2 separate regions of the Ovis aries genome follow, and region 1 is linked to region 2. A link is a contact called in public Hi-C data. All regions are on one chromosome and are shown on one strand. The core of a region is the stretch at or near the end of the contact, and the rest is flanking DNA. Distances in the headings are between cores, read along the strand shown.

Region 1 (7,443 bases), core at 1,814-4,313, 230 kb after region 2:
TATTGTATGGATTGAGCACATTTTACTCATCTACCAGTTGATTGACATTTAAGTTATTTCTACCTTTTAGCTGTTAAGAATAACGCTGCTATGGACATTCATATACACATTTTTGTGCGGAAGTTTTCATTTCTCTTGCATATATACCTAGAAATGAAACTGTGAGTCATGTGGTAATTCCACATCTAAATTTTCGAGGAACAAAGTGGCTGCAACATTTGACATTCCCAGCAGCAGTAAGACAGTTCCAATTTCTCCATATCCAAGCTAACACCTGTCATTGTCTGTCTTTTTTATTCTAGCTATCCTAGTGCGTATGAAGTGGTAGCTGACTGTGGCTAATGATGGTGAGCATCTTTTCATAAGTTTACTGACCACTTGGGAAAACGTGTATTCAAATCTTTTACCCATTTTTAAATCAAGTTGTCTTCTTATTGTTATTGTAAGAGTTCTTATATATTTCAGAAACAAGTCCCTTTTCAAATATATCAATAAAATTCACAAGTATTTTCTTCTTGTTTTATTTGTTTAGATGCACAAAAGTTTTGTTTTGTTTTGGTTTTCCAGCTGTGCTGAGTCTTTGTTGCTGTGCACAGCTTTCATGCTTTTCTCTCCAGCTGCAGAGGGTGGTGGTGTGGGTGGCGGGGGGAAGTTGCTACTCTTTCTTGCACTATGAGGGCTTCTCATTGTGGTGGCTTCTTTTGTTGAGAAGCACAGGCCCTAGAGTGTGCAGGGTTCAGTAGCTATGGCTTGCAGGCTCTAAAGTACAGGCTCAGTAGTTGTGGCATACGGGCTTAATTGCTCCAGGGCACATGGGATCTTCCCAGACCAGAAATGGAACTGGTGTCCCTTGCATTGGCAGACAGATTCTTAATCACTGGACCACCAGGGAAGTCCCTGCACAAAAGTTTTCATAGAGTATAAATTATGTTTCTTTCATCGCTTGTGCTTTTAGTGTCATGTTTAAGAAACCATTGCCTGATTTATAGTCACAAAGATTTACTCCTACATTATCATCTACGATTTTCTATTTTTAGCCCTTACATTTAAGGAGTCTATGGTTACAGCTAAGACCACCTTGTTCCTAGGAGTGAAATAGGCAGCCAGTTGTGGTAGAGGTTCATTTACATACTATATTAGATTAGGTTTAGGTGAGTGGAGGCTGATGTCAGTCACCACAGCAGAAAAATCACAACCTTTCACCCAGTTTATAGACTTTAGCCAGATCCCACACCACAGCCCATAAACCGAACAGAAGGCTGGGTCCTGAGCAAGGTGTATTCCTCCTGCAAATATATTCAGTATATTTATTCCTCCAATCTGACCCTGAAAGTTATCAGAGTAACTGACCCATCGGAGAAAGGGAGCAGTTAGATTTTTGAGTGTTACTGAATCCAGGCAGGACCCTGGGGGCCCTGCCTCATACCAAAAACCTGTGTCTCCCATTTCTTGTTTGTAAGAAAAAGGCTTCAGCCTCCTAGATTTTCCCTGGATTCCAAAGGGGATACTCAAAGTTACTAACTAGGGGAGTGAAGGAATGTAGAAAGAAATTAAAAGGAGGCAAGAAACAATAGAGCAGTGATGGGGAGGGGTCCTGGTTCTTTTTCAAGGTACACACACTACAATCTGGTACACATCTCTTGAGTTCTTCTACAGGCACTAAGTCCCCCAGGCAGATCAAGAACGGTAAATGAAGGCTGAGCGCAAGCATGTGGACCCCCGACTGGCTGGAACAAGAGGGCTAATTGAGAGTCCTGGAATATCACCGTTACTATACCAGGTCACACACCTCTGCAGCCCTTCCTCCAAAATTTGCTTATCAAAACTCTTCCCAGAAAACCATTGGGTAGTTTGTGCTTTTTGAACATAAGCTGCCCCATTCTCCTCGCAATGAATCTTTCTCTGCTCCAAACTAAAACTTTTCAGTTTGTTTGGTCTCATCACGGAAGTAATACTCAAAGTCGCAAAAACCAGCGACTTCCATCTCTTCTCCTAAGGGCCGGTTTGACTTTCCTAAAAGTGGTATGTTTTCCCTGAAGTGCTCTTTTTCTTTCCCTTGCCTCCTCTAATAAGTCATTTGTTTTCCCTGAAGTGTCCCTGTCCTCTTCATCTATTAAAAAGGTACATACATAAAGTCTTCTTCCAGCACCAAGAGGCGTTGACAGGGACGAAGTTAGTCATTTGAAATAGCTCAATGTAGAAATAATCAGCGCTAGAACTGTCCGCCGTAGCGGGACGGGTGGCGAGGACCGACCAACTTGAGTGCTGAGTGGCAGGTAATTTTACAGCGGCCCAGAGATCCGAGTTTTTCTCCTGCGATTGGTGCAGATCAGATACGCCCAGGGTTGCCACTAGCACCTCCAAGCTTTTAGGCTGTTAGGAAAAAAAGGGGGGGAGGGGTTTTAATCTTAAATAAATCTTTGCGTTCCAGTTGTCCAATCTGCCTAGATTTATACCAATTGGCAGAGCAGTAACAGCTCTGGGATATTAATAACTATGACATTATTAAAATTAATTTTCTAGCGTCAAGTCCCTTTGGGGCTGTCCTGAGAGTGGGGAGTCCAGAGTCAGCGGGGGCCATTCTAAGTTACACAAGAGAGAGAATAATAGAGGACCAGGGGTTCTGCCCCCCGAGTTTCCCCCCAGGTCGTGTACACTACAGGTTCGGGCAGCCGCGCCGCCCGCCCCAGCTCGGTATTTCCAAACAGCGCGAGACCACGGGGCCGTCAACTCGCACGGCTACTGGCGCTTGGACACCCTCTCTCAGCTTTGGCGCCGAACCTTTCGCCACCTTGTGGCCGCAACCATTGGCTGCCCGCTCGGAGGGTATACAGGTCAATCTCACGACCAAGGCTTTTCCGAATGAAGTTTCCGACTACTTCTCAGGGAAAATTCATTGAAAAATTGAGGAGTCACATGAAATTCAGCTAGCGACATCGCAGAAGGCTCTTTTGCTAAAAATACAGAGCAGATCTGACTCTGATTCCCCCCACGTTCCGAGGGAAGCTGCGAGGGTGGTTCCGTCCGAGGCGGGGACTCCGCCTCCATGGGCGCCGCCATTTTGTTTGGCTCGAGGGGTGCAAGCGGCGCCTTGGGGGGTGGGGTCGTTTAGGCGCCTCACCTAACCCCGCTGCCGAGTTGTTGCTGCTCGCCGGGAGCCCTTCTCGCCGGCCAGGGGCACGGAACCATGTACATAAAGCAGGTGAGGCCTGTGCGTCCCTCCCGCCCCTCAGGGGCTCGTGAGGACAGCTCCTGTCGGGGGTGTTGCTTCTTGCAGGGTGGCGCGGGGCTGGACAGGGACTGTGGGGGAGGGGCGCAGCTCGGGGCGCCCCTTTGCAGCCCGAGCCGCCCCTTTGCAGCCCGAGCCTCTCCGCAGGGCGCTTGTCTGAGGGAGGCGGGCTCTAGCGGAGAGAGCTGGAGGGGCTGGCGACGTGGGCCTTTTGGAGGGAACCGGGCCCTCCCGGGTGGACGAGAAGCAGCTTGGTCCTGTGGGGCTAGGCAGCCCCCTCGCGAGCCTTTTGCGTGGCGTGTGTGAAGAGAGGGTGTCCCCGGCCTCGGGACGCCTGTGGGGTCCAAGCTGGGTGTCAGCTTAGCCAGGGGCCTCGCTCCTCCCCGAGTTACCGGAGACGTGAAAGGGTCCCTCCTTCCTGCAGAATGTGTAGCGCCTCCTCATTCCGTTGTTTACTTTCTGTCAAAATGGTCTTCCCGCGCTGGAGGCCACCCCGAAAATGAGCCCATTCACACTCGTTAAGAGAAGTTTCTCGGCTGGATGTGTTGGACTCGGAGCAGTCCTGTCCTGGATGGGCGGCTCTTTTTTGGTCAGAGTGTGACTGAAAGGGGCGCCCAGGACCGCTGAGCCCCCCTGCATACTTGATAAGACTTTTATCCGGCCCTCTGATGGTTAGTGTTCCAGCCAGCCTTACCCAGTGTATTTGATTTTGAGCGCTCCCTAACAGGTTACTAATTATAACTTCTCTTAAGCAACACTGGTAGTGGTTACTGATATACGGGCAGTTTTAAGAAGATTTTTAAATCATTTTCCAAGATAAATTTTTCTTCTCTGACATGGGAATTTTTCTATTTGGCATTAAATGGGAAACCAGAAAGGGAAGGAGGGCAAAAGGAAAATACTAGCTTAGAGGTTATTTCTTTTGGGGCATGTTATTTCTTTCTGAAAAAAATCTCTCTTCTGTTTGTTAGGTTATTATCCAGGGTTTTCGAAGTTATAGAGATCAAACAATTGTAGACCCGTTCAGTTCAAAACATAATGTTATTGGTAAGTGTTCATGGTTCACTCTTGTCAGTTTTCTGTCTACATAGTCGTTTAAATTTGCCTACATTAGGCTTAAGGAGACAGGAATTGTCTTAATATTACATAAATTTGTATTTTTTTTTCTGTGTGAATACTTTTATCTGCACTGATGAAATTGCTTCCTTTTTACGTTTAAAAATACTTGGATAAGACAGAGTATTCATTTTTATTTGGTAGCCTTGTGTGTATGTGTTTTAATAGATTTAAGTTTATAGTGAATGGCACTAAATTTAGCATTTCAGCTATTCTTGGTATGTCATTTCCTACTTTAAAAGTGGTCACTATTGCCTTATTTCAAAGATGACCATTCTTTATTCACAAATTAGGTTGTTCTAAGACATTTTTTTTTCCCCATTATAATGTCCAAGGACAGACCATGCAGCTTGATAGGAAAAGCATAAACTTTGGATCATGGCAGAATGGGATTCAAATCCCAGTTCTGCTATGTATTCTTCAGACTTCCTGATGCTTCAGTTTTCTCACTTGGAAAGTGGAAATAATGATACATGTTTCTTAGGGCTGTTGGGAACATTAAATGAGAAAGCAATAATGTGAGGATAAGGGGGCTAATGGTGATTGTCCTTCAATATAATAATTAATATATAGGTTCTACAGATGATAGTGATACAGACAGCAGGTGTTTTCTGACCATCTGCTGAGTTTTTAAAGAACAGATTAAATGAGTGCTTCTAGACACCAGAAAGGAGAAGGCAATGGCACCCCACTCCAGTACTCTTGCCTGGAAAATCCCATGGGGTCGCTAAGATTCCGACACGACTGAGTGACTTCACTTTGACTTTTCACTTTCATGCATTGGAGAAGGAAATGGCAACCCATTCCAGTATTCTTGCCTGGAGAATCCCAGGGACAGGGGAGCCTGGTGGGCTGCCGTCTATGGGGTCTCACAGAGTCGGACATGCCTGAAGCGACTTAGCAGCAGCAGCAGCAGACACCAGAAAAGTATAGAATCGCTATCAACATAGATTTCAGCCCTACAGTGTCCTAGTTGGCTTGGTCTGCCACAACAAAATGTCATAGACTAGATGGCTTAAACAACAGGGATTTATTTTTTCACTGCTCTGGAGAACCTTTGTTTGAACCTCTCCCTCTTGAAAGAGCAGTCCTACCATAAAGGCCTCACTCCTAACCTCATGTAAATTACCTCCCAAAGACCCCTTATCTCCAAAAAGCTTCACATAGTAGGGTTAGGGCTTTAACATATGAATTAGGGGTCAGGGAGAGTATGTACCATGGAGTCCATAGCTTGAGGTAAGATTCATACTGTTGACTAAAAAAAATGCATGAGTTGGGAATTAAGTTTTATTTGGGGCAAAATGAGGACTGCAGCCCAGGAGATAAGCACCTCAGATAACTCTGTGAGACTGCTCCAAAGAGACAGTGGGGGAAGGTCAGTCTCTTAAGATTTTGGTGAAGGGGAAGTTCAGTGCATTCAAGCCTTTTGGTGGTTATTCAGTCGCTAAATTGTGTCTGACTCTTTGTGACCCCATGGAGTGCAGCATGCCAGCCTTCCCTGTCCTTTACCATCTCCTGGAATTTGCTCCGACTCCTGTCCATCGAGTTGGTGATGCGATCCAACCATCTCATTTCTGTCACCCCCTTCTCCTCCTGCCTTCAATCTTTCCCGGCATCAGGGTCTTTTCTAATAAGTTGGCCGTTCTCATCAGGTGGCCAAAGTATTGGAGCTTCAGCTTCAACATCAGTCCTTACAGTAAGTATTCAGAATTGATTTTCTTTAGGATTGACTGGTTTGATCTCCTTGCAGTACAAGGGACTCCCAAGAGTCTTCTCCATCACCACAGTTCAAAAGCATCAATTCTTGGTGCTCAGCCTTCTTTATGGTCCAACTCTCACATCCATACACGACTACTGGAAAAACCATAGCTTTGACTAGGCAGACCTTTGTAGGCAAAGTAATGTCTGCTTTTAATATGCTGTCTAGGTTAGTCATAGCTTTTCTTCCAAGAAGAAAGCGTCTTTTAATTTCATGGCTGCAGTCACCATCTGCAGTGATTTTGGAGCCCTGAAAAATAAAGTCTCACTGTTTCCATTGTTTCCCCATCTATTTGCCATGAAAAGATGGGACCGGATGCCATGGTCGTCGTTTTTTGAATGTTGAGTATTAAGCCAGCTTTTTCACTCTCCTCTTTCACCTTCAGCAAGAGGCTCTTCAGTTCTTCTTCGCTTTCTGCCATAAGGGTGGTATATCATCTGCATATCTGAGGTGATTGATATTTCTCCCGGCAATCTTGATTCCAGCCTATGCTTCATCCAGCCCATGCTTCATCCAGCCCAGCATTTCTCATGATGTACTCTGCATATAAGTTAAATAAGCAGGGTGAAAATATACAGCCTTGATGCACTCCTTTCCCTATTTTGAACCAGTCCATTGTTCCATGTTGAGTTCTAACTGTTCTAACAGGTTTCTCTGGAGGCAGGTAAGGTGGTCTGGTAGTCTCATCTCTTGAAGAATTTTCCACAGTTTGTCGTGATGCACACAGTCAAAGGCTTTAGCGTAGTCAGTGAAGCAGAGGTGGATATTTTTTTGGAACTCTCTTGCTTTTCTTTGATCCAGTGGATGTTGGCAATTTGATCTCTGGTTCTTCTGACTTTTCTAAATCCAGCTTGAACATCTGGGAGTTCTCTGTTTAGGAGAACTGAAGCCTTGCTTGGAGAATTTTGAACATTACTTTGCAAGCGCTTACTTGACACAAAGTTTTTTGCTAGTCAGGAGGAGAGAATGTCATCATGAGGGATTTAGTTATTTTCTAGATCTGAAGAGATGCAGGGATTGGGATCATGAAATCAGTTCCTGAAAATATCTATCTGAAGACCTGGTGGGAAAGTGAGAGTGAGCACAGTGCCTGACTCTCCACCCTGAATTCAGCTGGGGGGGGGGGGGGGGTGGTTGCTGAAGGCCAGCAGCTGCAGCAGCACAGGGTTCCATCTCTGCAGAGGCAAATGGCAAATGCCCTTGTTGTTCTGTTGCTGGCAAATGCTCTTGGCAAGTGCCAGTTTAGTTGACAATACAGAAATAAGGACGAACAGTGAATACTAATGTTCCCAGAGAAACTTTTGAGAATCATATTTTATTTTGAAATAAATAATAAAAT
Region 2 (7,356 bases), core at 2,905-5,404:
ATATGAGACAAGTGACTTGACCCCTGCCTCCTTTAGAACCAGTTTATTCAGCAAAACAGCCTAATAAATTGATTATTTTTGTGATTATCATAGACTGCCTGGGGAGCTAGTCAACTAGCTAGCCTGGATTTTACTAAACTCACTTCTTTAAAGTGAAAAAAGAAAACAAATTAGGATTTCAGAAGACTGATTTGCTGCCTATTGAGTAACTTTATATGAAAGATAGTGTGTTAAGAGATAAACATAGACGTCTTACTGGCAAAATGAAAGTCACTGGAAAAAATGCAGAAAAAGGATTCTGCATAAATGAAACTGCAAACAAATTATTAACCAGAGTAAGGATATTCCATAAAAGCAACACAAAAAAATAAAGGAGACTACAAACTCGGTCATCAGTCTGTGAAGACTTTTCAGCAAATATAAAAGATAGAATTAAATACCAATGGCCCAAGGCATATCCCAGAAAGCAAGGAAGGAAAAGGATTTTTTAAAAAACAAAAACCTATGACAAAATAGAAACTGTAGCTATAGTCAATGGAGATAACAATTACTAGATGGAAGCAGATAGCAAAATATTTTTCAGAATTTTCTCTAATATTAAACGATGTTTTCCATCTTTGAGTAGTTTTCAGTTCAAAAACAAACCTGTATCTAGTAACCAAAATGACTGCTTTTTTTCCATGAAAGGAAAAGAATTTGAGGTCAAGATTGGTCGGGAAAAACATTCTCTGTTATTGCTAACTGAAGTGTTAGAACGTGCACTTCTAAATCTGTGCCATCTGATATGGTAGCCACATATGGTTACCTAAAATTAAAAATTCAGTTTTTCAGCCATCCTAGTCTTATTCCAAGTATTTGACAGCCCCATGTACCTAGCAGCTATAATATTAAATAGCAGATATAGAGTACTTCCATCACCACAGAAAGTTCTATTGGACAATGTCTTTCAAAATGGTTATTTAAAAAAGAATATTTTACAGAATGACCTCCAGGTCATTATTAACTGAACCCTAAGTAAGCCATTTACCTGGTTACTACAATGCCTACAGCAATGGTCTCCCTCCCTACAGTACTTCCACTATAGATCATGTCCTAACACAATTCTGCCCAGACTCTGAAATATATTCCAGAAATACTAAAATACCAAGACTCATAATAATGCTGTCTTCACTCCCAACTCCCTGCTCCACCAGTTCCACATATACCCCTCCTTCTTACTGCCAATTAAATATAGGAAGCAATGTATACAACATTGACACAATGTTTCACTTTCTTCAAAGGAAAAAAGGACTGCTTTTAAGTTGGTTTTTAATGAGAGAGAGAGAGAGAGAGAGAGAGAGAGAGAGAGAGAGAGAGATGGGGGTAGGTCAGGCTCTCTAAGACAAGCAGAAAGTTGGCCTGAGATGGGAGAAACTGCTCCCAAAACATCTTTTTCTTACTGACTAGCTCCCTGAAATCCACTGACCTGACTGCTACATACTGAAGAGAGGCTTTGGTTTCTGTTTTTTTGTTTGTTTTTAAATAACATACTATTGCAACTTCACGCACATCTATCCTAAATCCAGAAATTGAACCTAAAAATATTCAACTCATTTAAATTATGCCCAGGTAGGCTTTTAGAATTGTGAATCTGGACCCCATTTCAAATAAGTTTTGCTTGTTTGCAGTTCTACTATCCCTAAAATATTGATCATTTTAATTGGCAAGAGGCTGATATAAACAGAGAGAAATGATATGTAGTATGAAGATGATTCGAGTTGTTTTGAATCAGTGAAGATAAGTCATCTAATCAAAACATCTTTTAAAACTCTCCAAAAAATCAGATTCAGAATTAGATGAAAAGCCATAGATATTTACAAATATTATATATGGTGTTTTTATTAATCAACCTAGGGTTGTGAGAAATAATAGATATTTACTTCTATGGCTTTATGTTTGTCTTGAAACCCCAGAGGAAGTTTTAAAAAGCCGGTTTCATACTTACTGCTCTTCCAGGACAAAAGGAACACATTAAATCCAGGTCGTCTTTTTACATAGATTCGGTTTAATTTCAAGTTGCTAATAAGTGTCAATAATTACATATAAGACCTAGCCTTAAGTTCAAACATTATGTAACATTTATGCAGAAAACAAACATCTCTTTAGGCATTTTTATAATGTGTTTTCAACACAGGCACTAGAGCTAGCTTTGTTACACTTACACACACACACAGGATCTCTGGCATGGGTGCTCTATTTCATTTTCAAAGAAATCTTGTGGCACTGAAAAGAATCTGATATAATCTGATTAAGCTATATTTTCCTCTTTTAATTTTAGTTACCCTTTGAAGTAAAATTACTTTTCCAAGTCTTTACAAACAGAAACATTATCCACTGTCAAGTTATATGTACCTCTTTTTCTAGAGTGATAGTGACTTATTAGCTCTTACTTTTATTTTTTTTAATTTTTTTATTTTTTTAGCTCTTACTTTTAAAAATTATAAGAGCATATAAGGATGACACAACAAAGAACAATGTTTCAGCTGTTTTGATGTACACAAACTGAGGAAGCAACCCTTCTCTTAGAAGCCAAGTATGCCTCTGTGGGTGCACACATGTACACACAAGGGGTGTGAAGGGGAGAAACACTCCCTCCAAAGGTATTATGGGTACCCATAGATTCTAGGCAATAAGCCACTTATAAGCCACAGAAATACTCTTTTCAAGCAATGAAGCTATTATGTATTGCCCCATACTTACTTGTAAATCTTTCTTTAATTTTAGTAAATCTTCATTTTCTCCATTTCCAGACAGCGCAGCCTCAACTTGCTGGAGTTGAGCTTTGTAGCTTGCCAGCTGCTTTGCTAGATCCTCTGACATCTGGTGAAAATAAAGAATAAAGTCATGAAAACAGAACCAAAAAAACAAAACATAAGAGAAACATTTTTTTCCTGTCGGCCTGAATTAACCCTTACCCATTTTGTTCCCAACTCATCATAATTCACTGCAGCATAATTTATTACTACTAGTATTCTGAAGATTATAAACATGTAAGATACATTCCATATAGAAACAGAAAACGAGATAAGAGGAAAAGGGAGAATAATTTCTAATTTTCTTTAAACTATTAACAGGGAAGAGACATTGTGTTAGGCTCAAGGAACAGGACTGTTATATCACATCACCAAAAATTAAAATAGAAGGCACTAAACTGTTGAAAGATTTGAGGCTTCCAATTTTTAAGGGCTAAAAAGTACTTCGAAAGCCAAATATAAATGGCTTTTGGATTAACTACGACTTTCTCCACAAGAGTTATAATGCGTGTGTTCAGAAACTTCTCCACACTGCAAAAATCTTTTCACGCAGTCACTTAAAATACTGCCAATGTATTTTTCTGCAGTAAAAGAAACATCACAGATGCTCTCCAATTTAGGCAATCTAAACTACGGGCCTTTCACTAAATCCAGCTCGTACTTCTCCTGAAAATAAGGCCGGAGAGAATTCTTTCTCGCTTTATTAGCAAACGTACAGGGTTTCCGAGACCGGTCTGTGTAACAAATCCCGGCCAACCGCAGCCCAGAACCTGGAAGTACTTCAAAAGGGTTGGTGCAAGCCAGGCTGCTTCCCTTCAGTCACCCTACACCTCAAAGCCCGCCACAACTAGCTCGACCATCTCAGACCTCGAAATTCCAACAACTTCCAAGGAAACCGAAAACAAGAACGGAGCCGAGGCCCCAGGAACCGGAGCCCCACCCGCAAACAGGCTCCGCACAGAAGGGCCGAGGGCGTCCTTAAGATGCCTCCCGCGCCCAGCCCAACCCCGTTCAGGGACGCTTGGGCTCAACTCTGCGTGGAAGAGGAGGCCGGCGCCCGCGCGTCTCCACTGCGGCCTCGGCCTCTGGCCTCCGGTTCAACTCGTGAGAGGTCGAGGCCCAGCGAGGCCTCACTGTCTCCCTCATCGCGTTACCTTGTGTGGGGTTGGGAGAGTGGCGGCGGGAAGGGGTAGGGGGCAAATGAGCCCAGCGGTGGCAGCAACAGCAACAGCAGCAGCAACAAAACAGTCCGCGTCGACAACTAGTTAACCCGGGCTAGAAATTCGGGTCTCAGCCGGGAGTGAACTGGGGAGAACCAAAGCCGGGGACTGGAAAGAGGTATAGAAGAGGCGGGTGAAGTCTCGCGAGAGGTTAAAACTCCTCGCGAGATGTCTCTCGATTCACGTGATTCCTAGTGCCCTCTAAGCCGCCGGTCCTTAATCACGTCAGGGACGTGAAGTGGACCGCGCCGGGGTCGGGGACGGGGAGCGGGGAGGACGAGGTGGGAGGGGGGAAAGGGCGGATAGGTAGGAAATGACGTACTGGGATGCGCCAGGCGCCGGATGTAGGTTCGTCTTCTGTTAGTTCCGGCTCGGACTGGGGAGTCCGTTTGTTATTTTAGGTCTGGGCTCAGTCCGGCGGATCCTGAGGTTCTCAGGGTGCTGGGTGGCAGGTTTAATACAGAATTCTTCCTAGAGGCTGGTTCTCAGAATTTGGTCCCAGCACCATCAGCATTGCCTGGTGTTTATTTTTTACAGTAATTTATAATTTATTGCAAAAATAATACACTATAAATACATACTTTCAACACCCACCGCAGACCTTTGAATCAGAAACATTGAAGATGGGCGCAGCAGCCTATTTCAGTAAGCCTTGTAGGGGATACCAATGTCCGCTCGAGTGTGAGAACCACTGCTTCATATTAATAGAATAGTAAAAGTCCTAATGGCATCAGAAAGCTGATTAGATTGTGGCAGAACCTATTGGACAGTAGATTAGATTATTTAAAACCTATTTTGACTTTTCGAGGGCGGTTACCCAGGCTGTGGACCGCCCCAGGAGCAGGAGCTGTGTATCCTCCCCTTTTCCGTTTACCGTTGTAAACAAAGGCCTTTCCTACCATTAAAAAATATATATATATACCTTTTATAAGCACTTCCTGGTTTTAATTAGGTTATATAATGCCACCCGCAAGGGAACAGTCTCCAAGTTATAATCTTGAATATAAGCAGATTGTGTAAGCACTTAATGTTTAAAAAGAGATGTGTTTTAAGTGTAATAATATATACTATTTAGGGACGGATATACAAATCTATCTAGAGATTTGCAGTGGAACCCAAATGTTTTCACTGATTATCCTTCCTACTTTTAATCTTTCCCCCATACGCATGTAGTTTTCTCCAATTTAAAAAAAAAAAAAAAACTACAACAACTAAAAAGACCTGAGACACGAAGAGGCTCTATGAATGCCAGGAAAGAAAATTCCCTGTTTTGTTTTGTACAAACGCACACATCCCTCATTGAGTCAGAGAACCTGTAGAGATGAAACTAGGTCAGGTTTGTGGCAGTCAACTTGTAAGAACTGAAACTGCTGCAGAGGGCAGCCACCTGTAGCTGGAATGAAGAGGGAAGACAAACCAGAGGGGATGCCCTTTATTAAAAATATGTTAAAAACACGATGTAGTTTTTGACAGTTGCTCTTATTTTAATTGTATATTTTAAGAACTAACGCCAGGAGGATCTTCCTTGAAAATAAATTTTACAGCTGTGTAAGTTTGCCACATAAGAACTCTTCATGAACCCCTAGATCAGAGAATAGGAAAATATGTATAAGCTCCAGTAAAGTTTTTTGATAACTTTTTGTTTTTAGGATTGCCTTTAATCTCTCCTTCTGTGCAACATAGAATATATTTGGAAAGAAAAGTTATATTGAATGTTATTAGTTCTCACAAAGAGAGAACAGTTGTGTGTGCCAGGCAGCATTATAAACTACATGTATTCATTTATTTTTCACTATGATTTGGTGTATTTTTAAAGACAAAACTGAAGCAAGTATAAGCTTTGACTAAGCCTGCTACTTCAAATAGGTGTTCTGACTTACCACCTCCTTTGAAGTGTCAAAATCCTCTTTCAGTGTCGGATTTTTCTTAAAACATTCTGACTCAAAATTTAATCATGTTTATTTTTCAAAAACAACAGTATCAAAAACCTTTAGTTCTTTAAACCTGGTATTTATTTTATTGAACTCAGTAAATAAAGTTTAAAGATGCCACAGCTATTTCCTTTCACTCCTAAAGAAAATTAAAGCATAGCCATGCCTTTGGAATGCACTAACTCTTTGCAGAGCGTAAACCTATGCGCTAAATTCATATATTTATACATGTTGGTTAAATGGGAGGTTGCATTCTTTAGCTTAGCTTTTGTTATATCCCTTCACTGAAGTAGCCCCAAATTTTCCTACATTTTTGCTGTCTATACAGATGCCTAATGTGATGAGAGATGTGCACATAGTAATAATAACTATACCCTTTGCCCTTTTTAATCATAAGATGTGTTTTGAATGTTTACATGGGGATTTGTCTCAGGGCAAGCTACTGGCTTTTTCTGCCTATTGAGTAGTTTTGGGGGTACAATGCATTCAGAACATATTCAGAATATGTTCTGAGGGTAAAAAGAAGAGAACCAAAAAAAGTCTCAAACATCACAGATTTATTGCTAATAGTAGTATTGGTAAGGTAAGATAATTTTAAAACTTTTATGTCTACTCTAGATAAAGTGAATAATTAGTAATTTTGTTAGTTAAAACTCTAATAAGAGGGAACAAATATTAAAGAAAATTCTTTTGTGAAAAGTCCTCTGGTGTTAAATTTGAAATTTGAATATATATATATTTATATATCTTAGAGGTAATGTTATCCTAGTGGAGTGTGCCCATATGTTGATATCTAAATACCATTCCCCATGAAAGAAACAGTGTTTCTTGGAGAAATGATGGAGTTAGGGTCTCAGGCCAGAAAAGTACAACAGTACAAACGTGAGCCTGAAACATCTTGCCATAAAACAAGAAAATGCCCCCAAATTCTTAGGATCAAGTCAAAAACTAACAGAACCCAGCTTGAGGGAACTGCATTGGCCAAAGATGAGTCAGTCTTGACATTAAAAGAATAATGACTATGATCAATTATCAAATCATTCAGTAAGTTCAGTTCAGTCGCTAAGTTGTGTTGGACTCTTTGCAACCTCATGGACTGGAGCATGCCAGGCCTCCACGTGCATCAGCAACTCCCGGAGTTTACTCAAACTCATTTCCATTGACTCGGTGATGCCATCTAACAATCTGATCCTCTGTCATCCCCTTCTCCCACCTTCAATCTTTCCCAGCATCAGGGTCTTTTCAAATGTGTCAGTTCTTTGCATCAGGTGGCCGAAGTTTTGGAGTTTCAGCTTCAGCATCAGTCCTTCCAGTGAATTTTCAGGACTAATACCCTTTAGGATGGACTAGTTGGATCTCCTTGCTGTCCAAGGGACTCTCAAGAGTCTTCTCCAACACCATAGTTCAAAAGCA

What was found. Hi-C and Micro-C count contacts between places; a contact is called where the count stands out from the background.
Region 1: a contact with region 2 is called in a Hi-C map of muscle, with 5 times the contacts expected there. The contact joins the promoter of SMC3 here to the promoter of SMNDC1 in region 2. A contact is called at or near these places in 14 of 16 Hi-C or Micro-C datasets (blood, hypothalamus, liver and 7 more).

Annotation. Positions count from the first base shown.
Region 1 is chr22:30,647,073-30,654,515 of ARS-UI_Ramb_v3.0, forward strand. It overlaps SMC3 (structural maintenance of chromosomes 3), which reads left to right and starts at 3,064. Exons shown (of 28, transcript XM_060404450.1): 1 at 3,064-3,202; 2 at 4,201-4,276. The coding sequence starts at 3,188.
Region 2 is chr22:30,416,893-30,424,248 of ARS-UI_Ramb_v3.0, forward strand. SMNDC1 (survival motor neuron domain containing 1) reads right to left here and starts at 4,155. Exons shown (of 6, transcript XM_004020187.5): 1 at 3,947-4,155; 2 at 2,740-2,859. The coding sequence starts at 2,859.